Linked DNA regions of Sus scrofa: region 2 is linked to region 1. Evidence: chromatin contacts called from public Hi-C data. All regions are on one chromosome and are shown on one strand. The core of a region is the stretch at or near the end of the contact, and the rest is flanking DNA. Distances in the headings are between cores, read along the strand shown. Region 1 holds the start of C8B (complement C8 beta chain). Region 2 holds the start of C8A (complement C8 alpha chain).

Region 1 (2,643 bases), core at 108-2,607:
TATTGAGCTATTTTTCATGTGCTGCTATCTATCACTGTGGCTCTCAGGATTTATCAGCAAATACTGGAGACAAATGTTACATCTATCTGGTACCAATCATCTATTATATTTCACTTCTCAACAAGGTCAGGGCAGCCATCTATTGCTCCCTAAATATAATAAAGTCCTACATAAGGTATATAATAATAACAACACATTTTGGTAAAGTGATCTCTTACAGTTATCATTTTTATGATGCCTATTTGTGAAACATTTTCACACTTAACTATCTTATCTGACCTTCCTGACCCTGAGAATTAGGGAGGCATAGCCCTCTCGATTTTACATAGGAGGAAACAGAATCAGAAACAGTCAATAAAATATAGCTCACTTACAGAAAGACCACATAGTATATGGCAGGTACTGTTCAAAGTGTTTCAAATATTTAGATTTATCTAATTTTCATGACAGCCCTCTGAGGTGGGGTGGTACTTTTATTATCTCTATTTTGTAGATAAAGAAACTCAGGCCCAGAGAGGTTAATAATTTGCCCTGGATCACACAGCTGGTTAAAGATACAGAGAGAATTCGATCTCAGGTCAACAGGCTCTAGAACTCTTAGCATCTAACTGACTTACTCAAAATCACAGAGCTAGAAGGAGCAAACTGTTATTCAGAGCCTGGCCTGTCTGACTCCAGACCCTGCATTCTGCTTAGTAATAATAGCACATGTCTCCGTGCCCAAAGGAGCCTGTTCTAAGCACTCTGCTTATGCGCATCATTTGAAGGTCAGCACTTGCCAAGTGAGGAAACTGAGGCATAGAGGTAAAGTGACTTGCCTGAGGTCCCAAAGCTGGCAAGTGGTCGAGAAAGGATTTGAACCTAGGCAGTCTGGACCTGGAGCCCACAATCCTTATTACCTCACTAACTGCCCATCCTTTCAGCTGCTCACTCAAAACTCTGTTACGCATGAATGCAAGATAAGCTGCAGAGTTCCTGACGTGGGGAAACGCCTCTCTGGAGTGCTGGGACAGAGGTTGGATCCCCAGCCTGTTGCACTGGATTAAGGATCTGGAGTTGCTGCAGCTGTGGCATAGGTCCCATCCTGGAATCCCATCCCTGGCCAGGGAACTTCCATATGCTGCAGGGTGGGGGAAAAAAAAAGAAAGAAAAGAAAACATTATCTTTAAAAGACAAAAATAAAAAAAAAAATTATTATGACAGAGCTTTCCATCAAAAAAAAAAAAAAAGGAAAAGAGAAGAAAATGTTATTTTTTAGAAAACAAAAACAAAAAAATTGTGATAGAGCTTTCCGTCATTCTCATTGCTTTCTGGAGTCACTGATAAGTTTTCTGTCTGTGCAAAGTCTAATAAGGCATTTCTGATCACTGGTGGTTTTGTTTACTCTGCCAAACTGTTTGCTCTCTGGGGACAGAAGCTGACGGTAGCATTCCCTGTGCAGGTTCTTCATGGATCCATGAGCCTCAGTCAGATCTCCTGTCGCATAGAAAAAATGAAGACCTCTGGGACGTGGGCTTGGAGGATGCCGGCAAAGCTGTTTCTTCTCTGTGCTGCCCTGGGGTGTCTCAGTTTACCTGGCTCCAGGTAGGTGGCAGTTCCAAGTGATCCCCTCATCAATAATAGGACAGGCAATATGAAGCCACGTAATTCTGGCCCTCTCCTTGTCACATGCCTTTTGAATAACGAGCATCTCTTGATGCAATTTGCATGCATCTGATAAAATGATATCACTAACTCCTCAGGTTATTGTGGCACCCAGCGACTGACTTCAACAAAAGTTCCTATAGGACACTGACATGTTTAAATGTATTCTGTCATGCTGAGAAGAATAGGATACTTGTTCTGTATTCTGAACAAAGCCTCGGTGTGATTCTTTATGCAAATGATTTGTTATGTATGTAGAAAAAAAGCCAATTCATAGCAATGATATTAATATGAGAATGACCCACTTTACCTGTTCATCAGCCTAAACTCTTTGTTCTCAGGCTCGCTCTCTCTCTCTCGCTCTCGCTCTCTCTCTCTCTCTCTCTCTCTCACACACACACACAGAGGCATTCCAGATGTTCCTGGCAGTTAAGCTTACTGATATATTTCATCATTATTTTGGTATTGGTGTTAATCGGAGGCAAAAAGCTAAAGAAAATATCGGAGTTGAAAACTCAAAATTAATTTGAGTAAAAGTTCAAACTTGGGATCCAATGAAAGATGCACTAGTGACACAGCAATTGGGAAAAGCTGCTGCCATGAGAGGATGGTGCTATCATCTGTCCTAGGCTCCTAGTGGGAAGAAAGACTAGTTGAGGCTGTTTCTTACTCATTCCATAAAAGCTGGGTGAGCACTGCCTCTGATGGGAGGAGCATCTAGTACTCATTGTACCCATTGGGCTTTGTTGAGCCCTCCACCCCATTGGGCACCACCCCTGGACCAGGGAAATGAGTATTCCCTACCCACTGGGAACTCAATGACTAATTACAATTATCAAGAATCTCCACCTGGCCCTGAGAAGAACGAAGCTGCCAAGACTTTCCTTGTGCGTGCTCTGTGACCATTAGAATCCAAGGAAATGTGTCTGAAAGGAGGGTTTAAAGGGATCGTAGCAATCCTACCCGCACGTGGACCCCTGTGTGAGGCCCCTGGTCAGG
Region 2 (2,643 bases), core at 42-2,541, 120 kb after region 1:
TTGTAAAAATGCCTTTCCCCCCTTCTGAACTGTTGCTTAGAGGAAACATCTCTTGCTCCAGCATTCAAAAGCAATAATGGGAGTTCCCTTCGTGGCACAGCGGAAACGAATCTGACTAGGAACCATGAGGTTGCAGGTTCCATCCCTGGCCTCAATCAGTGGGTTAAGGATCTGGCGTTGCTGTGAGCTATGATGTAGGTTACAGACACGGCTCAGATCCTGCATTGCTATGGCATAGGCTTGCAGCTGTGGCTCCAATTTGACCCTAGCCTAGAAACCTCCACATGCTGCTGGTGTAGCCCTAAAAAGTCAAAAAAAAAAAAAAAAGGCAATAATGATTCAAAATTGAATCATCCAACAGGAATTTGAATGAAATAACTCTACTTAAAATTGGCAATGTTTGGGAGAGAAGGAGTACTTTAAAACTATCCCTAAGGCAAAATAAGGGGCTATATAAGTACCACAAAATACTTGATGTTAAGATTAAAAAAAAAAACAAAAAAAAGCATGAAGGCAGTTTGGGATATTCAAGGAAACGGAATGGGTAAAATGCACTGTACATATGAAAATATAACTTTCATTCATTACTCCATAACAAAAGGTAAAATTCATTTCTAGAAGGAAATGACCCAGCATCTTGCCTTTCCCAAGATGATTTTACATGTATTATCTAATTGTATCTTCCCAAAACATGAGATGAGTATTCTTATAATTCACAAATAAATAAGCAGAGGTTAATTGTCTAATATCATTCAAGAGAACTATTATTTTTTGAGTATATTTTATACCTAGGGTCTTTTTTCAGGTTCATTAACTCTTATGGAAGAGGCATTTTTATTCTCATTTTACATATTGAGACACTAAGGCTCCAAGAGACCAATTTCCTCCAGATGACCCAGCTCCTAAGTATTAGAGCTATGATTTGCACACAGGCCCATCTGACTCTAAGTGGATGCTCTTTTCACTGGTCTGGACTGCTTCCTGGACTAGTAATAACACGGAAAGAGGCCACATTCCATCCTAAAATAGCCTGTATCAAACATGAGAGTATCTTAGTTCCCCACCAGGTAATCCCTAAGTGCACATTTTTCAGAGTCTTTTGGCCAACTCACCGGTTCACCTTCTCCTGTATGGTTACCCCAGGCTGACAAGTCATCAAAGACAAGATGAAAAAAGCAACAGCCAACATCTCATCCAGAAGCCACTACCCTATATTACAAAGAAGGACTAAAACTACTTAGGGAGTTGAAGTAAGAGGTGTCTACAGACCAGGACCTAGAAGATCTATCTAATGTTTGAAACTAACAGAACTTGTTTGATTCTCATTCAGATGTGGTTAATTACTTACTAGGATATTGATTAGCCAAACACCCTAAAATTCTAGACACCAAAGGCCACTGTCCTTCAGACCTTTTGAAAAGCAATATCCATAGGGTTGAGGAGAGGAGGATATTTAACTTATTTCAGCTAAGCAAAGGGATCTTATTTTCAGAATGAGGCAAAAGACAAACCAACATATATCTCCAGAGTTTGTGGCCCTTTTTACAGGCTCGTGGGACTTCTGAGCTCAGATGAGTTTGTTTTGCTTGGCTGAAACAAAGCTAATACTGACTCAACCATAAACTTCCAGCAAAATATCGAAAACACTAACCATCAAATGGAGAAGTTCTGCAATTTATTGCCAAACACCTGGAGCCTGAGAAGTGTGGGTAATTGAAATGGACTTTCTACTTCTCATCCAGACTTGCAGTATCATTACCATCTAGAATATTTGTGTCTTCAGGAAACCAGATGCCTTAAATGAACACCTCCAGAAGCATTCTCTAGAGCTTTAATAACAACCAATCATGGGACCAATGAAACCATATCTACATCCATTCTCTTACTGTTCCGGACATGGCCACAAATTAATTAAATAAGGAGAGGTGGCTAGACAATCACTGCACATGTGGCAGACGTTTCACATGTCTTGTTTTATTTACTCCTCACAACAAGTCTATGAAATGGAAAGGATTCGTTTCATTTTGCAGTTGAAGAAATGAAGATCCAGAGAGGTCAGCTAACTTGCCCGAGAATGGAGCCATCTTGATGCCTTTGTCAGTAGTTAGATTCTCTCATTAGCAGGATTGGCCTTATCAATCTCAAAGTTATGAAAAAAAGGTACTGGATAACTTGTGCACGCTAGAAATGTGTACAAATGCAAACGTGGCAGCCAGTCATTGTGGTCTTCATTTCTTCTAGAGTGAGGGGAGAGTCGACAGAAGTCAATACCCATTCCAGGTCCTGGAAAGCCCCTTCAGCCCCGGATTGCTGAGTCTCTCTTCCTCCCTTTTGCTTTGGCTTTTGATGTCTGGGTTCTCTCGTGGCTGCAGTTTTACATTCTGTCTGACCCATTTGAAAAACTCTCTTTTTTCCTTTCGCCACAAGTAATCCAGTCATGACTGATCCCTCCTAATGCTTTTACTGAAGATACGGATGTGATGGGGGTGATATCGGGACACCTTTGAGGAAGCTCAGGGTGGCACAACTGGAACCCACTTCTTTCCACAAGCTCCTTAGCCAGCTCCCTCCTTGTTTCATCCAAAGTCCAAGTTTCCGACACAGGTCCATTGCCCCCCGCCTCCTGCAAAGGGAGTATAGCTC

The links. Hi-C and Micro-C count contacts between places; a contact is called where the count stands out from the background.
Region 2: a Hi-C map of liver shows a contact between it and region 1, with 13 times the contacts expected there. The contact joins the promoter of C8A here to the promoter of C8B in region 1. A contact is called at or near these places in 18 of 47 Hi-C or Micro-C datasets (alveolar macrophages, brain, embryonic fibroblasts and 10 more).

Annotation. Positions count from the first base shown.
Region 1 is chr6:155,410,625-155,413,267 of Sscrofa11.1, forward strand. It overlaps C8B (complement C8 beta chain), which reads left to right and starts at 1,358. Exons shown (of 12, transcript NM_001097451.2): 1 at 1,358-1,584. The coding sequence starts at 1,493.
Region 2 is chr6:155,529,176-155,531,818 of Sscrofa11.1, forward strand. C8A (complement C8 alpha chain) reads right to left here and starts at 1,292. Exons shown (of 11, transcript NM_001097450.2): 1 at 1,113-1,292. The coding sequence starts at 1,189.